Linked DNA regions of Mus musculus: all the other regions are linked to region 5. Evidence: chromatin contacts called from public HiChIP or PLAC-seq and Micro-C data. All regions are on one chromosome and are shown on one strand. Each heading gives the region's core, a stretch centred on a gene start, on an enhancer-like site or on the middle of the called end of the contact. The rest is flanking DNA. Distances are from core to core; before and after follow the strand shown.

Region 1 (2,700 bases), core at 173-2,672, 470 kb before region 5:
ACAACTATGGGGTACATTTTGAACATGAACACACACCGAGGGTACAGAAACATATATACTGACACACTGACAGTCCTCATAGACCACAGCCTATCTATCCCACAGCCCAGCCAGGCAAACACAACACTTCCCCCCCAGTCATTTTAATAAGTGTTGGAAAAAAAAAATCCTCAATTATTTAAACATACCTGTCTATACTATGGGGCAACCGTATGCTCATGGTTTCTCCGTGTCTCCACAGTTCTGGAATCCTGTAGTTTCTTTGGGCGTCTTGATCAGGCCTGAGTCCCTTGCAATTTTGAAGGAAGGTGAGAGGAAGGCCTCCCAAGTTGAAGACTGAATCCTTGTTTCTTCCAGCTGTCAGGACCCTGGTAACTGCAGTGCTATTCTGCTTCTATCGGTTAACATGGTCTCCTCCTTCCTTCACCCTTAACCTTCCCCTCCCTCGTCTTAAAAAAGAAAATGAAAAGAAAAAAAGAGAGGAAAAACTATGACCTTCTTAGAAACCAAACTGTTAACCACAAATCTCTTCAAGGTTAGCCCTACGGGCTAAAAACTGAACCACAGAAAGAATCTGACTTCAAAATATCAGTCTTAGTTGCAGACAGATAAAAGCCATCCTTTCAATCCAGTTTCCCCAGCTGTCCTTCTGTTGACAGGGAAGCCTTAAGCTCCAAAGGTTGAAAAAAAAAATCTCTGGTTTCCAAATGCTTAAAATGCCAACAGCAGAATTATTCCAGGGAAGGAAAAACAAAAACAAAACAAAACAAAACAAAAAGGCTGAACAAATCCGAAATGGCACTTGGGAGAAAAATCTTCCAGACGATTTGCACAGTTAAAATAAATAAAACCACACAGCAGTATGTACACAACACGGTCCAGTGCAGCCCTGGGAAGCAAAATTTGCGGATTTCTTTTAAAAATCAAAACAAAACAACCATCTTCTTCTACAGTAAAGGTTTTTGAATTCTGAAATGAACCAATTGTGCAGACACACACACAACAATCACAAAACACCTGAAGCGCAATGCTTTCTACCTTCAAAACGGTAGCATTGGCCAAACCCCCAGGAAATCTTAAACCTTCTTTTCCCTTTCGACTTGCAGGTTCCTCCACCTAACCCAGCCTCAGATCGGCCTTTTTCTCAGACAATTTCCTCAGTCAGCTCTGTGTGCTCCAGCACGTCCAGGCTCCGAAAGTCTCTCTCGCCGCAGCGCTCTGGAGCGGTAGTCCCGCTTCCCCCTCGCCCGCCGATCGTGTCCGGCGACCCGCTCCTAGTATTGTTGCGGCTCGGTTAGGGCCAGGGCGCCCTCCACAGCGGCGCGGAGAGCCCGGGCCGCGGCCTCGGCCTCCGTGCCCACCCGCCCGCCAGCCACAGCCTCCCCGCTCGGCCGCTCCCGGCGTCCGCGTCGCGGCCGCTGCGCTTCCGGCCCCGCCCCCGCGCGCGCTCGCTCGCTAAGGCCAAGCCCGCTGCCGCCGGCCGGCTCCGCCCCACCCCCGCTCCGCCCCGCCCCGCCACCGCCCCGCCTCGCCCCGCCTCGCCACAGCCCCGCCACGGCGGACTCCGCTCGCCCGGGCCGGCCGCTGGCTCCTCCTTGGCGCCGCCCGCCCTTTCACAGCCCCGCGCGCCCCCGGTCCGCGCGCTGCGGCCTAGCTGCTCCCGGTGCTGCTGTCCCAGAGACTCGACCTTTGTTTCCGCAGTGTCCGCTGGCCGCGCCTCTGTCTGCGCTCTCGCTGCGGTCCCGTCCTCCTCTGCCCGTTTTCACTCATTTGTCGCGCTCCTTTCCAAGTTACCAGGAACCCTCTTAGCTGTGCCCTCGCCCCTCTGAGCACCCACCGTCTCTCCCCTCGCGGCTGTACTCGATTTAGCTTGGGTATCTTGTATGGCTCTGCCTTTTAATTTCAATGCAAAAGCCTTTGCAGGGCAATGTTATTTCGATGACACACACCCCCTTCGTGAAATCACGGTTTCTAAATCTCTTCAAGTAACTGTCGGAAGTCAGAAGTAAAGATTGAAGTAAAAAGGAGACTTTTCCAGTACAGGTTGATGAATACACTTTGTTATTTTGTGTGTGTGTGTGTGTAATATGTGACTTCCTGGTGAGACCAGACATCTGTTAACATTAGATAGTGCACCAACAGTTTTACTGAAGCCTGTTCTCAACAGCCAGTGGATTTATTGGGGTTACTTCTAGGAGTACAAACCCCTAAAGGCAGAGGCACCAGCAAAAACCCATCTCCGCATGGATGAGGACGGTGGACTACTGACCTCTACCACTAGAGCTATTGGAGTTGATATTGTTTCTATAACCGTGGGGAGCAGCACTGTGACTCTTGAAACAACTTCTTGAAATTTCTGAGTGCTTGCCATCTGAACCTTAACAATTGCTGCGCTCTTCCACAGGTGTGCTTGTGGAGCCCAGAGGACAAGTGTGGGTGGCATTCTTCCTCAAATGCCAAACAACCTCACCCCTTCTCTGGAGCCTGGTCTCTCTCCACAGCCCCAGCTTGCTGAGTAGGCCAAGAATGGCTGGTGAGTAAGTGCCACCCTCTTACCCTTCTCAGCATTGTGAGAGCAAGTTCACAGCCACCCAAACTCAGCCTCTTTATGTGTGTTCTAGGGGGTTGCTGGGTAGCAGTTTCCACTCAGAACCTTCTCTCTTGGAGAGAAATCCTATAAGACATAGGATATGAAAAGGG
Region 2 (2,700 bases), core at 55-2,554, 300 kb after region 5:
CCTGTCAGGCTGGTTAAGTTGGGATGGGTTCTGCTGTAGTTTTTTCTTGATGCCAGAATGTAAGTTCAAAGAATAACTCAAGAAAGGAGAGCACCAATTTTATTTAGAGAGGAGAACAAAAAAGTAAAAGACGACCTGACCCCTTTCAGATACATCGTGTTTTAGAACCTAAATGCCACAGAACAATTAAGGATAGTAACAACGTTTGTGCTGGCAGTGTTGAGGACTTTCATTTTCCAGAATAATTAAGGATTAATTGATCAGGTTTCTCCATATCATCTTAATTAACGATTCTAAGGCTCTTACTTCTCTTGAGTGTGATCACGTGTGGTGATGCCATGCTGATACCAGAGTGTAAGCTGATGTGATTTCTATGTGCAGAGAATCAATTCCTGAAAAATCCTGCAGGTTCTGCCTGTTTTTAAAATATGTAGAGATCATAGTATTCATTAGCACATATTGATACATTTAGTATTTTTAGTCTGGCAACAAGTGGAGTCCTATTTTAAAACCATATGATTGAAACTTGTGTTTATAATTTGTTTCAAGAGAGTTAGCCAATTTGTTTGAAGATATCAATTTCAGAACATATTCACTATTCCCTAAAGCATAAGAAGTTGGCCTGAACTTGTAATGACCTTAAAACATTACTTAGAAGTCGATCCTTTAAAAAAAAAAATTCCTAGGTATAAGATTACATCGTTGCCATTCACTTATTTCATAAAAGACAGAAAAATGGCCCAGTTGTTTGGATTTTAGACAAGTATAAAAGCTGCTGACTTATTTCATAAGCTCTTTTATGTTTTCTTGGAGGTTGTAAATCACAGTTAATACTTCTCTTTAGGGAAACAGCATGTGGTCTAGCGAGAAGTCTCCTCAGCTGGCTCTGTGACTTGGAACATTTTGCTTAACCTTTTGAGCCATGTTAAGCCCCTTTTAGGTAAATGGGCACGTGAGTCCTTGGTAAGATTGTCCTGGTGGCTAAGAGAAAGTTAGTGAGAATGAGATTCCTTGTGTAAAGTGTGTCCTTTTCCCCCATGGATGTTCCCTTACCTCATCTGTTGCAAATAGACCAGTTTTAGACAGTTACCACCTTGAGCTGTGGTTCCATTGCCCTTTTCGTAACATAGTTTCTTTTTATTTGTTTGTTTGTTTATTATTTGGAATGACTTGAGCCCTAGAAAGTCTTCATGCAAGGTGCTGTTACATCTGCTTAGAAACATTTGGTCCCCTAGTCCCTAGAGTCACAGCAAGACACAGAGGGTGGAGTCACAGGAGGGCTGGCTCAGTAGGCTGACTTCCCATTTCCTTGTCTGACTTCATCTGGAATTTTGCTGTGGCTTCTGTTCCTTAGAAAGCCCTAGAGTACATTGGACAGCTTTTTCTGCTTTAATACTAGCAGTCAAATTATCTTAGACATTTTCTTCTTTTATAAGGCCATTGTCTCTCCTAGAAAGTATCATTTGGTAGCTTTAAAAGTTTAAGGTCTTTTGTCTGTTGACGGAAAGAAACATTTTATGAAATCAAATGTTTGGTTGTAAAACCCTATGATTAGTTGTGATTGGTGGGAGCAGTAGGAAAATAAAGCTGAAATCCAGTTTTTGTTGTTTTTATTTTATTTTATTTTATTTTTTTAACAGACAAGATTTAAACGCAGGGGTGTAGGGACTGTCTGCAGGTGCCATTGAGATGCCTTTTACTGTAAGTGCTGCTGCCTTTGAGCTTTGGTTCTGTTTCTATGGCAACCGCAGGATCTATGTGCTTGGCTGAATGGATTTACAGGAAACTGAAAAACATTGCTATTCTAAGTAGCTTGTTGTGGAAAGCGCAGCCAGCATTCACTGAGAACAAAGCAGGCAATGTATGCTAATTGTATTCCTTGTCGGGGCTAAAGAGTTGGGGAGAATCCCAGCGTCTGCTTACTGACTTTGTGTTTCTTGAATTTTGGAGGACGAAATGACTTACTCTTTATTTATTTCAAATTTCATATTTGGTTCTCCTGTCTCCACCCAACCCCCTTTTCCCAAAGTGTTGAAGATGGGATTCATGTCGCAGACAAGCTAGGGAAGTTCCCCGTCCCCCATTTCCCTGTACCTTTAAAAAAAAAAAAAAAAAAAGCTATTCTAGTAGAATTGATTTAAACAAAACAAATCTGTCTGTCTGTCTGTCTCTCTCTGTGTGTGTGTGTGTGTGTGTGTGTGTGTGTGTGTGTGTGTGTAAGATAATGTTTCAATGAAGTAATCTGCTGGTTTTCAGGGTCTCAAACACCGAGGTGGGCAATCTAATGCAAGTGGCTCCCTTTGCTAGCACTGTAAATTAAAATGGCACTGAGGCTTATCCTTTATGTCAAAACTCTCCTACCTAGAGTTTCCTTGACGTGTGGAAGCTGTTTCTCTAAATATTTACAAAACAGAAGAGTCATGTAATAAACTGTTGCTTGGGGGATCAGAATGAAATGCAGTTTTCCTCTATTATTTTATTCACTCATTGCATGTTTACAGAAGACTGCACATTGATGTCAGTACAGCTCTATTAAAAGGCCACATGGTGATTTCAGTTTCAATATAAATATATTGGGCTTCCTGTTTGAGATTTTTCAAGTCATTTTTAGAAATAAGGTACAATTCTTTTTAAAAATGTAAGGTATTCAGTGGAAGCAGCCATATAGAAGGACTCTGATATTGAAAGCTTTTGATTTCA
Region 3 (2,700 bases), core at 52-2,551, 400 kb before region 5:
TCCCGTGCAGCAGGCACTAAGGGGGCAGCAGGGCAAGGCAGGCAGGAGATGAAAGTTCCAGCAAACAGTTGAGCTGGGTGAGCTCATCACTGCCCAGGGCAGGGCGTTAGATCAGCCGGAAAACCCGGCAGCAAGCAGAGGTAGCCCGCAACCCTGCATCCCAGCATCCAAGGCCTCCGTCCATAAAAACCAATCCCGTGTCTACATCTAGCCCAGACCTCCAGGCTAGACCTGAGCCCTTCACTTTCTATCAAGTCTGAAGCTCTCTCAGCTGATTCTGTGCTTGAGTCTCTATGCCCAGGAGGCTCCACTGTCCTTTGACAAAGCCAGAGAGATCAAACCCCCTCCACCCCGACCCTGACCCAGGGCTTGGAGAGAGTTTGAAACTTTCTCTTGGCATCGCACCTGCCTCTCTAGCCTGCATCTGTGCTCACTACCATAAGGGCTCTCATACGTCAGGATTCTTGGCCCTAGTACTTTGGGAAACGGTGTGAGAAAGGAAGAGGGGCAGGTGGATGGAGCAGAACCCTCTTGCCCCACCAGAGGCATGCATCCCTTTAGTTCATCCTGCCAGGCTCAGGAGGAATTCTCTGTCCTGTCTCCACCCACTCCGTGATGCTCCCCAACTCGGCTGCCTCCATCTGCTCCCCAGTCAGCCTCAACAACTGGCCTTTTACCCCCGACCGACCCGACTATCGTCGTCCCCCGAAACCCCCACCCCCACCCCAACCCGTGCCCTGGAGCAATGAGCCTGGGCAGGGGCATGGCTCCTAAGGACCCACAAGGCTAGCAGGATGAGAAGTTGGCTGAGAGCTTGGTTATTTGCTCATCATTCACCCCAGAGTCTTGTCTGTTCCAGATAGTAGATACTGGCCCCACCTTCATAGAAGAACTCCCTGCTACACTGAACCAGTGTCCCTGTGACATCCTCCCACAGATGCCGGAAAGCTCTCTGCCCTGAGCACACAACTCCAGCTCTGTGCCATTCCTCTGGAGAAAGAAAAGCCTCGCCACACCTGTGGGCTTCAGCTCCTTCCGCCCCACTTCCCAACTGTCCCATAACTGGCTCCATATCCGGGTGCACAGAGGAGCCCCCGTCTCAGACCTGCCAGGATGGCTTACCGCTTTGGATCATCAATTCTGCGCGCAGTCTGGTTCCTTCTGACTCGCTCCTTGCCCTTGCTCATCGCGTTAGGGTTACTTAAAATGAGAGCGGGGATCTCCAAGCTCCCAGGGGAGCCAAGGTCGTTTGCAGACAGCACCATTAACCCTTTGAGAGCCAGTGGCACGGCTCGATGCCTTATACAGACACCCCACACATGTGTCCACCTTGCAGCAGAGTAGGGGCTCTTCCTGTGGGGTGGCTGGCTCCTAAAGTACCTGCTAGGGACACTTCCTCCTTTTCAATTCTTCTCAAGGTTACTGACCTGCTGGGACGTCCTGCGAGTTGTCTAGCCATCCATTCTTTCTTGTGTAGCATTCTGTGGAGATCGGAGTTCAGATCTAAAAACTGACCTCATACCTCCCAGACTTAAACGTGACTCCAGCCTTTGCTTGAGATGCGCTCTCACTCACTCACTCACTGACTCACTGACTCACTCACTCACTCACTCACTCACTCACTCACTCACTCACTCACTCACTCACTAGTGCCAGATTGTCACAACCTGTAACTTTCCTTCTTTGGCTAGAATAAAATGATATAGATGAAATATATTTTAAAGTATATTATTTTTTACTTACTCCTTAGTACTGGAGACATGGCTAGGCAAATTCTTCCACCAGTGAGTCCCATCTTCCACATGATAGTTACTCAAGGTCATTTTTCTAAAGATTTAAAGGCACATAATATGTTTACTCTCTTATGGTTCTAGAGATTAAAAAAATTTTTTTAAGACCTTACTAATTTGACTTGAAGTTAGACAACAGGAAGAACTTCCAACTAAAGACTAAGCCAGTTAGGAGACAGTGACTACAGGAGTATCAGACAGCTCAGTGAGGAACAAGATAAGGGCTAGAATTCCCAGGACATCTTGGGGAGGAGATGAGAACTTAGCTGAGATGCCTAAGGAACAGGATCTCAGGTTGATACCTGGGACCAAGCCACCCTGGAGCCTGTCAGGGCTGTGTTCAGCTTTCCAGCCCCAAGCAGGGAGAAGGCTGATGGATGTTGTTGGTATCAGTATGATTTTCCTGTCTTCACTGACTCTGGGAGGCCATGCCCCCACCCCTCAGCATACTGCCTTCTGAGCTGATGGAGATGGGATGGAGGGCACGGAATTACATTCTGGGCTTGTTTTCTGGTTAAATCAACCGAAGCTAGCGTGATGGACAGGTGGGAGAGGGGCTGATTGATGGAAGACAAGAGCTGGGCCTCAGGGAGGGAGGGAGGGTCCTGGTGAAGGCAGGGCTCCGTAGGCCAGAGCCATGCAGGAAGGGTAACCTCGCACAGTGATGGGCAAGAGGAGACACACGGTGAAGGGAAGAGGAGATGTAGTTAGCATCCTGCTGTCTGTCGTAGGTGCTGGGTCTGCAGTGCAGCAGGCTGGCCTGCCCCTTGCTCGCCATCACCCACCTACGCTCATTCACTTAAGAGTTTGAAGCCTGGGCCTCCTGTCCACCATAGACAGGAGGCTGCTCTTCAGGCTCTGTTACTACAGTGCAGAGTCCCTTACAGAACACAAGCTGAGGCCAGGGTGA
Region 4 (2,700 bases), core at 190-2,689, 360 kb before region 5:
TGATAATGCCATCTTCCTGGTAGGAAGTTGGGGTTGCAAGGATTAAATGGCACCTTCCATACGAGGCACCCAGGGCAGGGCTTGGTGTATGAGAGCTAACAGTGCTGGCACTGAAATCTAATCCTCCCGAATCCTACAGGTCACGGGGAGTGGGGGACACTTGTGTGAGACCACTCAGCCGGCAGCCAGAGAGCCAGCCCCGCATTCCCTTCAGAGAGGACAGACAGAAACAGGGCAGACTGCATTGCTTAGCCCCAAATTAGAGCTACGGTTCTCACCGATGAAGCCCTTTGTGCTCCTGGCAAAGTACTTTCGCTGTGCTGTGGTAACCCCCTCCAAGGGCGAGGCTGGTGTCTTACTCATCTCTCCAGAACTGGCACCTGACACCAGCTGACCCCTGGAAGGTGTGGAGACTAGTGGTGAGGCTCTGGGGGCCAAAGGGGCTTGCCATCCGCCTGGACTGGGTACCACAGGTGGTATGGAGGCTTCCAGACTGGCTTTTTCCAGGAGGAAGGGAAGGGAGGATGAAGGTAGGTTTCAGATGGGTTCAGTGTAGGGAGATGGAGCTAGGCTTCTATACTGTGAAAGGAAGTTTCTCAGTCTCTTACCCATGAACTGACTTATGACCCAAGGTCCAGGTGTCTGTCCTGGATTCACTTTGGCCAGGAAGGGCAGTAACTGCCAAGCAGTGGGGAATGGAGCAGAAGACTGCTGGTCTTAGCTGGGCTACAGTCCACTGATGCATCTCAGGAGCATGGGAGAAAGCCTATCACAGCTGCTGTGAAGGTCCAGACCCAAATCTATACAGAAAAGGATAAAGAATAGCCTGTCACATGCACAGGGCCATTCCACAGCCCAGCTACTCTGGAGTGGGGGAGGGGTGGGTGGGTGAGGGGCTTCCATGTAAATGACACTCCCCTCCCCCTACTCCAGGAGGGACCAGCTCCCAGTGTGGGGAACGAGGGTCCCTCATCTCAGCCAGTCTGGATCTTTTTTTCCTCAATAGACATCATTCTCTCCCTGTGTTTCCCAGCCGTCTCCCTCTCCCTCTACTGGCCCTCAGCAGCTCTCAGTGGTCTCCCCTGAGGTGGCTGGCACTGGTCAAATCCTCATAAGAACAAGGAGTGAAGGAGGCCAACTATCTTCATCTTGGGTTTCCTTTCCCTTGGTTCCTGTAATCCCTAGAACCCACATCTCCCAGGGCCCTTCCCTGCCAACCCTCCCTGCCTTCAGGACCTGGCCTCTGGGTGGGGAGGCACAGTTTAGCGTCTGGGATTTCCCCAGCCCGCAGTAGCAGGAAGTCTGAGTTGGGAGAGGGAAAGCCTGACTCTTGGCTGCTGCCCAGGTACTAAGCAAGACCAAAGTTCAGGGGAGAGGCCTGTTTCCCTGGTCAGCTGGGGACACACTCTGACCTCTACTTATCTGGACTTGGGGACTTGGGTCCCTGAGGCTGGAGGGCAAGGCCAAGTTCAGGGGAAGGAAGTGGAGCTAGAGGGCGACAGGAGAGAGAGACTGCTCCACCTTTTGTCTCCCAGGCCTTGCTTTGGTTGGCCCTGGTCCCTGTCCATGCCGTGAGATAGGATGGTTGACTTTCCTGAGTTGAACACTCGTGTCATCCGAAATCCTGGGGCTGGTAAGGAGACACGAGCATTTCATCCTCCGTGCTTACGGAAATCCAGTTGTCCTAGAGAAACTAGGTTTGTGCGCACAGTCCACGTGTGGCCCAATTCTGACCTATCATGGGCAAGAAGGAGGGTGTCTGGAAACTGGTCTTTTTTGGCGCTGTTTCTCCTTAGCGAGGCTGCGTTGGAAGGAATGACCCTATTAATTGGGCGGTTGATCAAGAGCCTCTTCTTCCAGGACTCTTACTTAATCTCTCAGTCTCTGTTCTTACCCATGCCTCACTTAGCTCTCTGGCTCTAAATGAGCCTCTGGGGACCTCCGGCAGCAAACGCAGCAGGGGACGAACAAGAGCCAGCGATAGCCCTTGGGGAGGACGAAGCAGAAAACACTGGTGACAGAGCACATTCCCCGTCCCATCAGCCAGCCATGCCACCCTCTAGGCCACTTACTCTCTAAACCTCTTCTTAGAGGGTAGGCTCTTCCAGCGCCTGTTCTAGAGCAGAGGTAAAAATGATGCAAAGAGGAATAATGACTGTGAGGGAAACCCTGGGTGGACTGGAGTCTGGATCTTTAGAAAAAAGAAGCGGAAGGGTGTTATAGAAGGGAATCCCCGAGCCTCTACCGCCCCCTAGTGGAGTATTCTGCATGCTCAGTCACTAGCCCTGTGATTGGACTGGACTCTGTACAGCCAGCAGGTGGAGGAAGGTGGAGCCACCCAGTGATATGTGTAGGTAACTTACAATCAGAAGATGTGGCCAGAGAATGTCCCGGTTTACTGGCAGTCATCGAAGTGATTCAGTAGTGAGATATACAGTTGTCACTATCGAGTAAGAGGATTCTAAAAGCATTCACACCTCAGTGGACACCTGGGGATTTACCTAGAAATAACCCTAAGGAGGGAGATTAAAATCTCAGAAACACCCAATTTATTCTTCTGGATTGTGAACAAGAACACAGTGTACGAAACTAAAGGTACAGCGTGGCCTCACGGACCACGGTCAAGACAGGCGCAGCCACAGGTTATGCATGCCCTAAACCTTATCACAATAACCGCTTTTTCTCGAGTTTGACCCCTCA
Region 5 (2,700 bases), core at 59-2,558:
CTGAGTCAGGAGGATCAGGGGTTTCAGAATACCCTTTGCTGTAAAGTAGGTTCCATATAAGCTAGGGATACAGTGCTGTGAGACAGCTAGAATGAGGAAGTGCTGCCAGCAGGACCCTGGACTGCAGGGATCTCTAGAGTCTACAGGGGTAGGGAAGTGGGGGACAGCACTCTGGCAGGAGGCCACACAGATGTGGCCTAGCAGGCCCTGCTAAGGGATTGGCTTGGCCAGTTTGGGAACTATTTGTGGCAAGTTTTTAAGTCCCAGGCTGCTTTTGCCCTAGTACCTGGAATCCAGCCACCAATTGATAAGTTGAGAGAACATAGGACCTGATTTCAATGTTAGCCGGAGCTAAACATAATTAAAAGAAAAATTTGCTTCTGCTACACACAGCTGCTGCAGCACCCACAAAACCTGTGTGTGGTTCCTTCAGACAACCTGGGAATGCCTTTCATCTTCTTGCCTCTCTGTCTCTAAGTTGAACCAAAATACAGAGGTCCACAGCCTCTAACCTGCCTCTTAGAAATCCCTTAGGCAGACATACTGCCTGGGGCAGGCAGTCCTGTGACCCGCTCCCTGGAACAGACCCGTGACGAGCATGTGGGCTTAGGGCGAATGACAATAGCCCCAGAGGATGGGGTGGGCAGCCTCGGAGTGCCTGGACTCCTGTGGTGTTGAGGGGAGAGAAACACTGCAGAGAAACAAGATGGCTTCGGGAAGGATTACAACTCTTCGTGTCCCTTACTGTTCCCACTCTCTCAGGCAGACAAAGGAAAAGATGTGATTGATCGGCGAGAAAGGAAGGAGAGAGTAACCTTGGGCACCGCTGTCTCAGCCGCAGGACCGTACAGATGCGGTCCTCCCAGGCCCTCCACCAGCTTTTCGCTCAGTCCACTGGCTGTGGTGGAAGAAGGCAGGAATGGAAACTGGAGGCCTAATTGCTAGGTTCTCTCTCGGCTCTTCCAGGGAGCACAGGCAGGAAATTCCTCAGATTCCAGGCTTGTAGGATCATTGCTGAGTGTTAACCGCAGAGCTGGGGCAAGGGGCTGGAGGCAAAGGGAGCTGCCTCCTCTCCTGATTCTTTTCCCTTTGTTTTAAAACAGGCTCAATTAAAAGAGTTTAGAGGGGCGGCCGGCTGAAACAAAAGCCCCCACTGTAACAATCTTCCCAAAGAAAAAGTCCCCAGATGTGGGAATCCCAGAAAAATTAGTGCTGAATTGAGTAATTTTGAAGTTGAAAATAAACTGTTGTGGACTCGCACAGGAATTTGTTCCCAGGGTGAATTTTTTTCTTTCTTTCAGCTCTCAGTGAGAGGAAAGTTCCTTAAGAAGAAGCTCACTAAGAGGAGATAGGGGTGGCTGCAAGCAGTGGGCAGGAGTGTCTGTCTGTCTGTCTAGACACCCCTGAGGCTTGTGCTTTGCCTCACCTGGGATGAGATCCCTCCTAAGTCACTAGGCTGTAGGGGTCTGTTTGCATGTCTCCCCTCCGTGTCCTGCGCAGGGCAGTCCAGGCCGCCTCTGCCCAGTCTGCCATCCAGATGCGTTTTGCAAGCCCTCCAGGGAGCCCTCTCAGTTTCCCAAAGAATAACTGCTCCATCCCCTTGGGCTTCCAGAGCAACTGCCTGTACCTCTGTAGATTCTGTCCCTGCTGAACTAGAGTGAGCTGTTTACTGCCCGGTGCTCTCTGATCTTCAGGAGACAGAATGTGGCTTGGTTATGTTATTAACCTCATAGTGGAGTGTCAGAGCAGCTGCTCTACAGTAAGTGTACACACACACACACACACACACACACACACACACACACACACACACACACACAATTGGGAAGAATAGCAACCTTGTTGAGTTAACATCCCTGTCCTGGGGGGTTAGATTATCCATTTGTCGAGTCTCTGTAATGAATGTTCAGTACACAGTCTGGTTTGTCCTCCAGCTCAGCAATTTATGCTGTCATGTAACATGTACTCTGAGAAGATGAAAACCGTGTATGTATGTATGTGTGTGTGTGTGTGTGTGTGTGTGTGTGTGTGTGTGTGTGCTATCTTCCCTATAGGATAATAGTTGCTGCTAAAAATTCTCCACCACGAGTTCCAGCGCCAATCAGAACTGACCTCAGTGTGGCCCACACCCCTGCTGGTGTGGCGTGATAGACGGTAGATGACTGAGATCCGTGTTTCATTACAGCTGATGATAGGGCTGCCTCGAGAGCGGAGGAATTGTGGGTCTGAGGAGGAAGAAGCAGCAGCCCATATCCGCTGTGATTCTTGCTGTCGCTACCCATTCTGGGACATGGGCTGAGCCTAGAAGGTTGTGGACCCAACCTCAACAGCCTAAAAATGACCAGTGTGGGCTGCCATCTCAATCAAAGCCTCAATCATTGGGTCAGAAACGCTGTGTCCCAGAGCTGTCCGTTTTGGGAATGAGAAATATGAGATATTTTCATTCTTCCAACTGTGTCCCCATTCTCGGTGACCACGACCCAGGGTTCACTGAGAGAGCAGAAGCCACCCGACTGGCTCCGTGCTGTGCACTTTCCTCTTGGCTGCTTCACTCCTCTGGTTTTGACTCTCCAGGTACCCTGCATCTTCGTTTTCTTCCTGAGTCTGCTCTTAACTTTGTAAAAACTATCTAACCTCCTCGGGCCTCCAACAGTCCTAACATGACAAACTTGGGCTGGGCAAAACTTTTTTCTTTACTTT

The links. A called contact is a pair of places that touch in the nucleus more often than the background predicts. HiChIP or PLAC-seq counts read pairs in DNA pulled down with a chosen protein or histone mark.
Region 1: an H3K27ac HiChIP or PLAC-seq map of epiblast stem cells shows a contact between it and region 5. The contact joins the promoter of Arhgef11 here to the enhancer-like site in region 5. A contact is called at or near these places in 3 of 39 promoter capture datasets (the C10 cell line, hippocampal neurons and neural stem cells), 1 of 484 Hi-C or Micro-C datasets (muscle stem cells), 5 of 115 datasets of contacts at active chromatin or transcription factors (bone marrow-derived macrophages, cardiomyocytes, epiblast stem cells and 2 more) and 3 of 9 other capture datasets (adipose tissue, liver and macrophages).
Region 2: a Micro-C map of embryonic stem cells shows a contact between it and region 5, with 3 times the contacts expected there. The contact joins two enhancer-like sites. A contact is called at or near these places in 2 of 484 Hi-C or Micro-C datasets (both in embryonic stem cells) and 1 of 115 datasets of contacts at active chromatin or transcription factors (embryonic stem cells).
Region 3: an H3K27ac HiChIP or PLAC-seq map of differentiating embryonic stem cells shows a contact between it and region 5, with 2.7 times the contacts expected there. The contact joins the promoter of Etv3l here to the enhancer-like site in region 5. A contact is called at or near these places in 1 of 39 promoter capture datasets (the C10 cell line) and 8 of 115 datasets of contacts at active chromatin or transcription factors (cardiomyocytes, differentiating embryonic stem cells, embryonic fibroblasts and 3 more).
Region 4: a contact with region 5 is called in an H3K27ac HiChIP or PLAC-seq map of trophoblast stem cells, with 3 times the contacts expected there. The contact joins two enhancer-like sites. A contact is called at or near these places in 10 of 115 datasets of contacts at active chromatin or transcription factors (astrocytes, bone marrow-derived macrophages, embryonic stem cells and 4 more).

What each region holds. Positions count from the first base shown.
Region 1 is chr3:87,616,281-87,618,980 of GRCm38.p6, reverse strand. Arhgef11 (Rho guanine nucleotide exchange factor (GEF) 11) reads right to left here and starts at 1,422. Exons shown (of 40, transcript NM_001003912.2): 1 at 189-1,422. The coding sequence starts at 220.
Region 2 is chr3:86,844,360-86,847,059 of GRCm38.p6, reverse strand. The region is part of intron 2 of Dclk2 (doublecortin-like kinase 2); the gene reads left to right. Among named protein-coding and RNA genes, the nearest start is that of Gm46810, 15 kb to the right of the region's middle. Within about 2 kb of position 1,304, at least 98 of the 459 cell types and tissues checked have an H3K27ac peak or open chromatin away from gene starts, as enhancers often do. A contact at or near this core is called in embryonic stem cells, where this site is marked.
Region 3 is chr3:87,548,658-87,551,357 of GRCm38.p6, reverse strand. Etv3l (ets variant 3-like) reads right to left here and starts at 1,301. Exons shown (of 6, transcript NM_001370856.1): 1 at 1,123-1,301.
Region 4 is chr3:87,507,965-87,510,664 of GRCm38.p6, reverse strand. The region is part of intron 1 of Gm40085 (predicted gene, 40085); the gene reads left to right. Among named protein-coding and RNA genes, the nearest start is that of Gm40085, 3.3 kb to the left of the region's middle. Within about 2 kb of position 1,439, at least 84 of the 459 cell types and tissues checked have an H3K27ac peak or open chromatin away from gene starts, as enhancers often do. A contact at or near this core is called in pancreatic cancer cells and trophoblast stem cells, where this site is marked.
Region 5 is chr3:87,149,074-87,151,773 of GRCm38.p6, reverse strand. All of the region lies in intron 1 of Kirrel (kirre like nephrin family adhesion molecule 1), which reads left to right. Among named protein-coding and RNA genes, the nearest start is that of Kirrel, 24 kb to the left of the region's middle. RefSeq lists an enhancer at 1-2,222. Within about 2 kb of position 1,308, at least 224 of the 459 cell types and tissues checked have an H3K27ac peak or open chromatin away from gene starts, as enhancers often do. A contact at or near this core is called in adipose tissue, differentiating embryonic stem cells, embryonic fibroblasts and 8 more, where this site is marked.